Linked DNA regions of Mus musculus: region 2 is linked to region 1. The links are chromatin contacts, called in public Hi-C maps. All regions are on one chromosome and are shown on one strand. Each heading gives the region's core, a stretch centred on a gene start, on an enhancer-like site or on the middle of the called end of the contact. The rest is flanking DNA. Distances are from core to core; before and after follow the strand shown.

What was found. A called contact is a pair of places that touch in the nucleus more often than the background predicts.
Region 2: a Hi-C map of embryonic fibroblasts shows a contact between it and region 1, with 2.3 times the contacts expected there. The contact joins two enhancer-like sites. A contact is called at or near these places in 2 of 484 Hi-C or Micro-C datasets (adipose-derived mesenchymal stem cells and embryonic fibroblasts) and 1 of 115 datasets of contacts at active chromatin or transcription factors (embryonic stem cells).

Annotation. Positions count from the first base shown.
Region 1 is chr15:52,999,549-53,005,839 of GRCm38.p6, reverse strand. No RefSeq gene overlaps it. Among named protein-coding and RNA genes, the nearest start is that of Gm41323, 69 kb to the right of the region's middle. Within about 2 kb of position 3,704, at least 31 of the 459 cell types and tissues checked have an H3K27ac peak or open chromatin away from gene starts, as enhancers often do. A contact at or near this core is called in embryonic fibroblasts, where this site is marked.
Region 2 is chr15:53,219,754-53,226,397 of GRCm38.p6, reverse strand. All of the region lies in intron 1 of Ext1 (exostosin glycosyltransferase 1), which reads left to right. Among named protein-coding and RNA genes, the nearest start is that of Ext1, 120 kb to the left of the region's middle. Within about 2 kb of position 3,762, at least 85 of the 459 cell types and tissues checked have an H3K27ac peak or open chromatin away from gene starts, as enhancers often do. A contact at or near this core is called in embryonic fibroblasts, where this site is marked.

The DNA of each region.
Region 1 (6,291 bases), core at 2,455-4,954:
TATGTACAACAGGTAAAGTCTTCTGGTTTTCTATCACCTTGCAGGCAGTTACACTCTCCAGACATGAAAACCAGTAGCCTTTACAAGAGAAGTTTTCATGTTCAATCCAGACCCTGGATGTATTACTTAGGAAGATATTTTCTCCTTCCTCTCGTAAGATGTGAGAAGAGCGGAATATGGCAGTGTACACTTGTAATTCTAGGACTCAGGGGGATTATGAGGCTGAAGTCAATAAGTAAAATGATGAAGAAATAAAGATTAAGTCAATTTCTGCAGCGATTTGCCAGGGAAGTGTTAATTATTCTCTGTTTCCATCATTTACCAACTGACCTTCAAGGACTAATTGAAGTTGTCAGAGCTACCATTCTCAATCTTTGCCAGCTCCTCCTGATTTACATTCATTCCCAGAACATCACTTTATTGTTCTCAGCTAATAAACTGCAATGCTATGGAATTCCATGTCTGTTAACACTAGCTTATTAGCTCCATAAACACTGTTCATGTCTCATTTGTCTTCATATGTTCTGAGTTAGAGTGTGTCTAGCTTCATGTAACAAGAACAAAAGCAGAACTCAGCTAATATAAAAAATAAAGAAATATCTAGGTAACTTAATAGCAAGCTCCTAAGCAGAAGACTGTAAAAACTCTGATGTGCCGTGGTCATCCTGCGTCTGGCTCCCTACTTGGACCTTTCCTTTTTTTTTTTTTTTCTATTTTCAAGCTGGTGGCAAGAAGCATGCAGCAACAAAAGTAATAAACCTCAGATATGCATATGGCAATTTCCAAAAGCAAAGGGAAGTATCTTTCCCTAATGCTTTCTTTAGCCTGAAACTGTCTCAAAAGCCAACCTTCTCTTCTCAACCCAAACGGCCATGTAAGAACCAGAAAATAACAAGGTGAATGAGGTCACTGTGTCTGTATTGGGTCAATACGATTTCTGGACTACATGTCTGTGATATCATGGAGGAATGCAGAGAAGAAAGACCACAACATCTTCCCCTTACCTCCAGAACTCAGCATGAAAACCAGGACACAAATAGCACAAAAAAAATGTTGAGTGAGTGCTGTCATCTGTTCCACTAGCTGGTATGTCTTGTCAGGATGGCTATATTTAAACTTATCACCATTTACTTTATTCACTATTTAATGATTTTGCTTTCTATTATTATTATTTGATAATTTTCGTGAAGTTGAAACTTCCAGTTTCTTAGGAAAGTTAGTTATGTCAAATGTTGTTTTGTTGGGGCACATAGGTGAAAGATATCTTACTAAAACAAACAGGTGAAAGACTGTTTTCCTGAAGCAGACATAGGTGAAAGGATATTTTGATAGAAGTGAAAGGATCCTTGATCAAGGAGTATAAATATGACCACATAGACAGTGATAGACAGTGGGAGACAAGCACTGAACACTGGTTTGTTTTTGGTCTGCCTTGCCATTCTCCTCTAACTACAAGCATGCATTTGCCTGACATAGAATTGTTGAGCTCAGCTTGTGGTAATGCTGCCACTGAAAGAAACTCACCCACAAGCTGCTTGTGAGGTTTTTGCAACAGCTTGCAACTTCCAAGGCCTTGGCCTTGCCTTAGGTTGGTTGGCAAGCTTTGTGGTTTCTTCAGGATAGAACTACAGCTGCTGGTTAATGCCTGTTGTTTGCCTACCAAAAAGACTGGACTGAAACTGCTCAGTTGTATTTGGTGTCTGCTCCAGGACTGAACTGCAAGTTTATCCCCTAAGAACTATTACTGAACAGGTCCACTTCCCCCATATCCTAATAACCTCTCTCCTACTACCTCTGCCGAGTGGTGAGCTAGAGAAGAAGTTGAACCTTTATTGAAAGTAGGTTGCAAAAAATTTATGCCTACATTTTTGTGCATCGGCCTTGTTTTAATATCAGACATTAACTATGTAAGGCAGGATCTATGGAAAATAAATATTAGCTGATTAAATAAAAAGTTCTGGTTGCATATACAGTTACCAAACCTGGACACTATTGTGGGTGCCAACAAGTGCTTTCTGACAGGAGCCTGATATAGCTGTCTCCTGTGAGGTTCTGCCAGTGCCTGACAAATACAGAAGTGGATGCTTGCAGTCAACCATTGGACCCAACAGAGGAGCTAGAGAAAGGACCCAAGGAGCTGAAGGGGTTTGCAGCCCCATAGGAGGAACAACAATATGAACTAACCAGTACCCCCAGAACTCCCAGGGACTAAACCACCAACCAAAAAGTACACATGGAGGGACCCAGGGCTCCAGCTGCATATGTAATTGAGGAAGGCCTTGTCTGACACCAATGGGAGGAGAGGCTCTTGGTCCTGTGAAGGCTCGATGCCCCAGTATATGGGAATGCCAGAATAGGGAGGCGGGAGTGGGTGAACAGGGGGAGGAGTGATGGGATATGGGGCTTTCAGAGGGGAAATCAAGAAAGGGGATAACATATGAAATGTAAATAAAGAAAATATCTAGTAAAAAAAAGAGGCAAAATAATGATACTAAAAAAAAAAAAGTCCTAGTTGCTGTCCACTCAAGGGTGGAGACCATGATTGGATGTATAGGAAATGTTATGGCATACTTGTAAGTGTTAAGTGTGCAGAGAAGCACAAGTTAGGTGTTTCTTTGATAGAAAATCAATCTATAGGGGAAAAGAAGACTCTTTTGTGTTTAATTTTACTAAAGCTCTGTGGTGCTCCATTTAATAAATCTGGGACCCACAAGAAATCAATCACCAGATGAGACGATGTTCACACTAAACTTTCTCTGTATCAGGCAGAGGATGTCCTGTTTGTGTAAGAGAAGAGGAGGTGGTCTCTTCCATCTTTTGGAGTAATCCTGGAGTAGATTATCATGTGTAAACTATCTGGGAGACAAGCTACACTGAATATTGTTACGTCCACTAAACATTAAAGCATCCACATGGCCAGTGAAGGGCCAAAAATTGTTCAACTTATGATAATTATTGAACACATCTATAGTATTGGGTATTACTCAGATTGTCTTGCTTAAAAAGCCATTTTATCTGCTCAATTCAAGAAAATAGGTGCTGTTATGGATATCATTTTATTGCTGAGAAAACTAAGGTTACATAAACTAAAATAACTTTCCTAGGATCACTTTGTTGATAAATGGTGTTTGTTATCATTAGGGTTTACTGCTATGGACAAATACCATGCCCAAGGCAACTCTTTTAAAGACAATATATAATTGGGGCTGGCTTACAGGTTCAGAGGTTCAGTCCATTATCATCAAGGCAGAAGCATAGCAGTATCTAGGCAGATATGGTGCAAGAGGAGCTGAAAGTTCTACATCTTTGTCTGAAAGCTACTAGAAGACTGGCTTCCAGGCAGCTAGGACTAGGGTATTAAAGCCCATGTCCCCAGTTACACACCTATTCCAACAATGCCATACCTCATAATAGTGGCACTCCTGGCCCAAGAATATACAAACCATCATAATGGTATTAGGATTTAGATTCAGGATGTTTGTCTTCAGAGCCAGCTCTCTTGTTAGATGCTCGGAAAATTCTCATGTTCAAGGCTAATATAAGAAGCAAGACTAGATCATTTACAAGAAGGAAGATTGAGAAATATTAAAAGAGAAAAACAGCTCAGGGAGCAAGAAATGATATAAATTAGAGCAAATGAATCATGACTGTGGCATGAATGATGCAACATATTGGAATACAGTTCTCTCTTTGAAGGCAAATGATGTGAAGTTTGTTTAAGGAGGTTGGTTCTAATAGCTTAAAGTTGATGTCTGGGGCTGGACGGTATCTGACGTCATATAATTTACTGTCTAGCTGAGAAGAGAAGAATTATATTTGGATAACATTAGTAAATTATACAGGAGAGCAAATACATCACGGCAACTGAATGAGTACTATGGGTTAGACAGAGATCACATGAGAGGTCTTTTTCTCTGTGGTCATCATTTTGGGTTCACAGAGTCTGGCAAACTGAGAATTGCTTCCTCCAGAGTCAGAAGTTCTGAGTGCCAGGGAATAGCTGTCTCTGTGGTCTACAGTATTATATTTATGAATAATACTTTGAGAAGGCCTGTAGAGCATCTCTGGCTTGTCAAGATGAGGCAAACACAGCGATCCTGCTCTGGGGCCTCCACAGCCTGTTTGTACTGTTACCTGATGCTGGCAGTGGGGCTCTTCTTGATGGCCTCCTGTGAGAAGACTTGATTCCCTACTGTATTTGGCTGTGACAGCGGTCCTGTGGGTGGCTCCAGTATTAAGTTTGGAACAGAGGAAGTGTTGCAACACAAGCCAAGAATTGAATTTTATTTTTACAAGCTGCTTTTTATGGAATTGAATCTCTGTGACCCTCCCTGGTTACAAGAGGCTCACATTGGTGTAAGGGGCGGCTTGCATATCCTTCAATGGCAGGTAGATATTCTAACTATCCTCATGAGAGAGCACTTCCTTTGGGGAGCATCTTTAAATCTCGTGAATGATTTATTTTGGCATCTTTCCCCGCCACTATGTTTTAGCAGCACAGTCAGCTTTATGGGACAGGTAGATTGCTTTGCTTTAGAAGGAAGAGGTCTATCTCATTACTGCACATTCCAGTGTCCTTCTTCTCCATGAGAACCCAGGCTATGGCAGTTCAAATATAAATATGAGAAGTGGGGCTGATGGAGCAAATGAGGACTATCCCAAGCTTTCCTTGTGTCCGTGAGTAAAGGATTTGTTCACCTTCTGTTTCAGAATCTCCTTGGTAACTTAACCCAAAATCAAAACACCCTTCAGAAGATCCTGGCAAAGGAAATTATGCACTCATTAGCTTATAAAACAAAGTGGAAATGAAGAGGAAAGGGCAGAAGTCCCAGCCTCACTCTAACTCCTGACTCGACTCCCGTGGCTGGCTTTTGTTACTGGTGCTTTGATTTGGAGAAGTTATGTGCACTGGTGATTGAGAAATCAAGGAGAGACCATTTCAGGAGTTCTCAGGCTACATGACTTACTGTGAGTGAATAGACATGTGATATCTGTTTCCACCAACTGTAGCATGGAGCACCTGATCCAGCTCCAGGAAGGCTAAAGGCAAGGTCAATGTATGAATGCTGGTGACAGATGAGGGGATTATAACATAGCATCGTTGCTGTGGGTGGTCTGCTTTGTCTTTCCTCTGCGCTGACTCCTAGAATTGGAAGTATTTCTCCCTGCGAGACTGTGAGGCTGTCTGCTTATATTCTCTTTAGAAGCATGACAAAGCAGTGTCTCCATCAGATACCCGCCAGAGCAACCCCTGCTCAGAGATGCTCTCTGGTTGACCGTGTCCTCCGTTCCAGTGTGCTTTTAGTTGAGTGATGGATATACTTGATTCTGACTTTGCTTGGCATTAGGTATGAACTCATGTTCAGTCTTGGGAGCTGTCAGTGCGTGCTCTAAAGATAGGAGACTAAAGCAGCGATGAAGGGAGGGCCTCAGAGTGAACACCATGTCTCAGTGTTTTAGATGACTATTCTAGCAAAACTGATTGAAATGGGGAGGTGCAAAGTGTAAGGGGAAGCCCCTCCACCTCTTCTCTGAAAGGCTTACATCTTTGAAAACTTTCATATTATATCAAAGATACTTCCAATTGATATTAAAGGTATGAAACATAGAATGACAAAGATCATTGTGTTCTGAGTCAAAACATCAAAGAGGTGTATGGGATTTTGATTATATGTGTATATGGAAGTATGGATAGATTGATCTGTACCTTCCAGCAGAGAAAACTGGAGAGTGGGTGGTCATACATGGAGCTCTCAAGATTGATCAGAGTAAAAGACCTGGTCTCTGTGTTTAAGACAGAACCAACAAAAACTTAAGGCAGAGAGCTATGGAGCATGTATGACAAGTGCCAAGGGAAAACAGATGGCACCAAAGTCGTGACAGGAAAGCTGGGATCCGTAGAGCAGTGGTGCTACAGATGAAAACAAGTCAGTGAGTCTCAGCATGACCAAATCTTCAGTATCTGTGACTTCAAAGCCAATTTTGGCTCTGGATGAAGCTCTGATCCTATTCCCAACTCCAACTTTACCTGGACAGATAAATACTAATAGGTCAATATCATTTAGTATGCCATCGGACAAGAGATTCAAGCATCTTTGCTAATAAGAAAAGGTTAAAAACCCCTAGATGCTGTGAGGAAGCAGTTTCCCTAGAGTCCTTTGGCAACATTTGAGCCTCTTTCTGTTCCATGCTCTGTTCTAAGAATGCCCTGTACTTGACACGAGGCACCCCTGAAATAGCAAATGTCTTCTTTGGAGCTTGTGTCCTTTGAGTGTGAGTTTCATGGACTCA
Region 2 (6,644 bases), core at 2,513-5,012, 220 kb before region 1:
ACAAATCATATCAGCTACCCCTTCAAGAAGATCATAGATCTTATTTGGGAGGAAGGGAACCTTAAGTCAAATTATTGAAGTATGTAGAATATTGAATTTAAGGTTTTGTGACCAACTTTGAGTGATGGGAAGAAGTCAAATTCTTTTTTTTTTCTCCCCCCCCCCTTTTTTTTTTTTTTTTTTTTTTGAGACAGAGTTTTTCAGTGTAGCCCTGGCTGTACTGGAACTCACTCTGTAGACGTTGGCCTTGAACTCAGAAATCAGCCTGCCTCTGCCTCCCAAGTGCTGGGATTAAAGGCATGCACCAATTTTTAAGCAACTTTACAGTTATTTGTGGGGGGGAGGGAAGGGAAGAGAGAGCTCTTCCTCTCCTAGAAATCAGAGGACAACTTCCAGGGGCCAGGTCCCTTTCTTTCATCATGTGGCTAACGATTCAGGTTTGGCAGCTTGTGCCTTATTTTGCTTAGCCATCTTTCCAGCCTGGTAGATGGAATTTTAACATGGTCCCCAAGACTTCCATACTCTACTAGACTCATACTCTCCAGTTGTCTTGTTGAATAAACGTATAAGGGCTACTCCGAAAGGATGATTTTGTAGATAAAATTAAGACCTTAGAGATAGGAATTATCTATTAGATTATTGTGACGAGACCTATCCTATTCTGATGATCTGGAGCCTTCAGAAGGTACTACATATGTCCTGCAGATAAGGATTGACATGGGCTGGAGCATCTCCTTGCTTTTAAAAAGGGAGAGAGTGGACAAGAAAGTCAGGTGTCCTCTGATAGCAGAGACTAGCTTTTAACTGAGGGCAATATGCAAACAGAGACCTAAGGAATTCTGCCACACCATTCCTAGACCGAGACCCATAGCTCCAAAGGACAACACAATTTTAACTATACCTTGTGCAATCCTGGGTGGTAGAGTCAGCCAAATTGTGTCTGTGAGCCAACAGTCAGTGGGTGGTCTTTCCAGTTGCTCTGTTTATGGTAATTGATTACCTTGGTGATAAAAACAAAACGTGTGAATTCTACCGTCTAGTTGTTGGATATGTTGGATGATGGGGGCTGGGGGTGGCAGCGGGTAGTGGTCATCAAGCTAGAAAGGGGCCCAGGAGATGGGGAAAAACAGAGGCTATAAGGGAAGCCATGTGAGCAATACAAGGGCCATTGCTGAGGGTTGAGGATGATAGTGGGGCAGGGGCAGGGCCATGCCGATGGGAGGACAAAGAATCAACCGAGTCTGAGTATGTATGAAAATGCCATATGCAAACCTGTTGCTCTGCATGCCATTTAAATCTTAAAAATTACAGAGACTATAAAGTTCTTCCTTTAAAAGGATCTGTTTACAGTTTCTGTAAGTGCAGAGAGCCGGTCAGTGCCAACCAGGAGGAACTATCAGCGTTGCTTGCCTTGCTCCTTAGGGACCCAGTGAAATGAATAGATAAAAAGGTTTTGTAATTAGTAGATCAACTGTTTATAAATTAATGGGTAGCTCCAAAGTACTACAGGGGACCCAAAATAGTTTCTGCCAAGTGTTTTATCTATTCTTGGAATGGCCTTATTCATGCATTATAATTTGCTTAGCCGTTCGTCCTCCATAGACAGCACAAAGATTAGTTACAACCTCCTCTCCTTTGAATACTGTAGTTTCCTTATTAGTAAAGTCAAACCTGATAACTTTTAAAAACAAACAAACAAACAACGGCAGCAGTTTAAAAACAAAAACCCATTTAGGAACATTATGATGTCTGCAGACATTTTCCTACGGACATAATACTCTTTAAGTCTGTTCACATCCTCATGGCTTCACTCTTGAGGCGTAGGCTCACCCAGCCTCTGGATAGAAGACACCATATTTGGGCAGTCAATAAACCTGCAAATGGTCCCTTGAAAAGGAAGCTACTGATGGATCTGGCTTTTCCATGAATGACAGCATAGCCACAGACAGCAGAGGACCGCTTCCTGGCCCACAGCAAACACCACCCTGCTGTGCAGTCCCTGCATGGGGCTGCCCTCCCAGCAGGGATGTGTGTTTCCCCGGGTGCCTGAGGACTGCAGCTTGGCCTTTTTGTTTACAGGAGAGAGGACAGTGACCTCTGTCTTCCAGCTGCTGTGAATGAAAACAGTGTTGGAGAACCAGAGTGAAGTTTCCACTTTACGAGTCACTGAGGGGGGAGGGGGGAAGGAATGGGCAATCTGGGTGGGGGTGGGGCATATTCTCAACCTTCCCTAGTGAAAGAGTGGGTGGGATAAAGTTCAGACCTTTGGATTAGAACACAGATGATGGGAAAGTGGAAAGAGACTAGTTCTTCAGCAAACTTTCTGGGCAGGCTTTCCATATATTGAGTTTGGAAGAGAAACAGAAAAGGCATACACACAGTTTGTAAGGACTTACTTTTTCAAACAGTGGCATTAATTGTGTACGCTTAGGGATGGGATTCTCCTCTCTCAAGGTCTCTCCCGAAGAGAAACAGCTGCTCATTAGCTAGCTTAGTGTGACTTAAAATCTGGAGGCTGTTCAGCACTGCTGTGTGGCTGTTTCTCAAGTTTTGCTTGGTGGTAACCGTCAAAGAGAAGCTCCTGTCCAGGGTCAGGGAATATGGACGGGGTGGATCCCTCCTGGGTCACCACCTCCTGCCAGGAAGCAAGCTGTGTGGAAGCAAGCAGTGGAAGCTTGCCAAAAAGACATCCTGATCTCGGCACTCCTGGAGCTTGCAAATACCAATTATTTTCAATTGAAAGTTAAATGCATAATTGTATACTGTAACCTTATCATTAGAAATTTGCAACGTTACCGATGACACAGACAGGGTACAGTGATTCAAAAATACCTGGGTTAGTCAGAGAGGCAGTGGTTTTAAGCTCTGACAATTCAAGAAGGTCTCCGAGGTGGTAGCTTTTGAACGGAGACAGAAAATCAGGATGAATCGGCCATGTGAGGAGATGGGGGTAGAGTTGTTCCAAATAGGCTGGATGTAGGCAGATGTAGACCAAGAGGTCAACAGGAACTCTCTGCACATGATCCTTATGACCCTCCTCTTTTCTTCATTCTTCTTGTTTGTTTTTGTTCGTTTGTTTGTTTTTTTAATTTCTTAGATTTATTTTTATTATTTTATGTGTATGAGTGTTTTGACTGCATGTGTGCACCGCTTTCTAGCTTGGTGCACGAGGAAGTGGTGAGCCTCCGTGTAGGTGCCTGGAATCAAACCCTGGTCTTTCTCAACAAGTGCCCCTAAGTGCTGAGCCAACTCTCCATCCCAGATCCACAGGATCTTTCTTCTCTAAGGTTACTTTAGAGCCCAGGTACAAGGGAGACATGGAGGTACAGACTCTGTTTTGCATTTTAAAGAACTGCTTGTTTTATTTGCTTCCACTAACCAGCTTCCTTGGTCCCCCCTCCCTACACTTTCCATCACCCTCTTTCCTTTTGGAGTCTATCAGCCTGTTTGTAGAGATCATGTGATCTTTTTGCATTTTAACCTAATAAAGCAATGTCTTACGGTCAGGGACCAAAAGCTGGGCCTGTCACTTAGAATCCCTTCTACTTGTCCAAGTGGCAAACCTCGGAAGCTTCTCTGCTCTGATATTTTGTCTCCTTGGGTCTTATTATATCTTGCCCTATCTCTATGGCAAGATTGCAGGGAATTATCAAACCTAAAAGCGGTCTATCAGAAGTGCAGTTTCCCCTCTCATACTTACTGTAATGTGTGGATTAGTCATGGAACTGGTTGGTTGGCCACAAACCAGACCTAGCCTTCCCAGTGTCTCTATTTTCTGGAGACAGTCAGTAGAAATATGTCTCAGGAGGTCAGCACTAAGAGTGTGACTCATGTAGCTAAGACTCATCTGTAGATAAACACTTCGGAGCTTCCCTTGCTGTCCCACCACATCCCCAGAGAGAAACAGAACCTTCTTCCTGTCCCACTCCCCTGTCTCACTTTCTCGTATTGAATGTAAGACTTGCATTTACTTAGTTAATGTTTGTATGTGGACACACTTTTTTGTACCGTGAAGTCAGTTTTCTGATGGTCAGAGAACAGTGTTGGGGAGTTCTTTCTGTCTACCTAGTGGGACCGGAGATCAAATGTAGTTTGTTGGCCTTGCTGTCCATGGCCTTTACCTGCTGAGCCATCTCACCAACTCCACGGTGTTTCCTCTCCCTTTCCTTTCTTCTTTTCCTTCCTTCCTTCTTTATCCTTTCCAGAGTTGTAACTTAGAGAGAAACTTTCAGATAAGAAGTACTTTTGCATAGTTAAATACAAACATTGGACTCCTTAATGTATCTCAGCATTTGAAATTAAGATTCCAAAGGGGAGATTTATGGCTGGGGGAGGCTGATGGGGTGGGGGGTAGGGGGGGCTTGTTATTGCTCAGTCTTCATGTTGTAAGCATGTGGAAGAAGGATGTGTGAAATACGAGTATGATGATATGATGGGAGAGCTGCAATGTGGTTGCTTAGACATCACAAGGCGAGGACCGGGACAGACACTCAGACTGACGCTAGGTATGAAGTCAGGTTGGTGGTAGCATTCCCACTCTACATCAGGAAAGAGACTCCTTCATGTCACAGGAAGCAGAAGGCCTGCATTCTGTGGGTCTCTCCAGACAGACCCACATTTCACAGCCCTAGACAATGACTGTGGTGACAGCTCTTTCATGTGAAAGGAAATGAAGGCCAGGGCAGCATGGTGTCTCCATTTACTCCTTGGTTGAATACCCAGGTTGGGGACTAGCACTACTAAGGAAGATCTGCAGTTTCACTGGAGGAGAGAAGCCTAATGGTGGCTGGCTTCCCCCTGAGCCTTCAGGTTTGAAGTATTTTGTGTGTGCACGGCAGAGCACTAGTGTTGGGGGCGGGGGTAGATCTGGGGCTACTTAGATGAACTGCACATTGTTTCTTCCTCTGTGGGTCAAATCCCAAACCAGACAGTGATTTAGGGAAGCTAAAACTGAACTCTGGTTGACAGTGCTTCGTGATACAAGTATTAATCTGCCCTGTCTATGACAGTGTTCATTCCTTTTTATGGAAGTGGGTGGTTGCGGATCTCCATAGCACCTCAACTCATTATTAATACTCACTCTGATTTCATCCCAGAATTTGATAATTCCCTTTTCTACTAACATTAAAATATCACAACAGAGAAAACAAATAACCCTACCTGACTAGGGTGTGTGAAATCCTCTATGAACAGGCACGTGGAGACATACTAGGTAGATGAAAAGTCTGAGGTCTGAGTACTTAATTCTGCTGTTCTGTGTATCTCAATAAAAACACCAAGACCCCAGTGTCAGGGCCGTGCTCCCTCCTCGAGTCAGACCTAGGATACCTATAGCTGGTCCTTACTTCTCTTTTTCTCACCCTTTATTCCCCTGGTTTTTACCCCTTGTCACTACATAGGAGAAAAAGAAGGATAGAGGGAGAGAGAGAGAGATCCCTTAATCTAATTTGTTTCCTTTTGTTTCGTCTTTGAAAGACTGCTAATAAACCACATCTAACCTTCTCTGAATGACCAACAATCACCCCCGCCCGCCCCCCTCCTCCCCCCCCCTCCCGCCTCTGGGGCCCTAGCATTTACATATCCTGTGAGAAGTTCCCAGAATTCCAAATGTCACACCATGACAAAACAACACGCCTGGTAGAGCATGAGGCAAATCATAGTCAGCTGCTGTGGTCAGCCCGAAGCAGCCCTATAACGCACACATGAGGTTAAAACGAAAACATATTCTTATAATATTTCTGTGTTTTTTTAAAGAAACCAAAATTCCAGAACTTTCACAGATACCAGTGCTAACAAGTCATTATTTTTGCTGTCCATTTTGCACTTTCTCCCTTTGATAGGATCTTTTTCCTAAAGCTTACCAAGGGCTCCCCTTACCCCCGCTGTCCCCTGTGTATTTTGAATCTTCTTGATTCCACTATTTTATGGTTAAATTTCCCATTTAAGATTGAAATCTTAGCCGGGTGATTGTGGCACATGCCTTTAATTCCAGCACTGCCTCCATAGGCAGAAGATTTCTGTGAGTTCAAGGCCAGCTTGGTCTACAAAAAGGTCCAGGTTAGCCAAGGCTACACAGAGAAACCCTATCTAAACAAACAAACAAACAAACAAACAAACAAACAAACAAGTAAGTGGTTGAAATCTATATCATTTCCTTAACTCATTGAATTGTATGCAATGCCACCTGTTGAGTACCCGGCCCCATGAGCTTTGATGATGCCTATGTTTTTATAATTGCCAGTGGATTCAAATAAATACCGTAATGCCCCTTGTGTCTCACTCATTTGTTTTGCACATTGTTAGAGTTTATACAGGGGAAGCCTGGGAGTATGTACTCATTTGGCTCCTGCTTTTGTAATTCAGCATCACGTCTCTGAGGTTCATCCAAGAAGCTGCATGTTTCTGTAGTCCATTCTCAGCTATTCCCAAGGAACAGGAGTATTGTGGCAACGACGACGATGCTCTAGTGTGTTTACCCATGCTTCTCTCACTGAACATTCCATTGGACTCTGGTTTGGGACCGTTTATGAATGGCGCTTCTGTGCATATTCTGATACATATCTTCATAGAGCCAAACATTTATTTTTGTTGGTTGTTCAGCTGCAAGTAGAATTGTGGGTGATTGGCTAGTTGTATATTTTAAT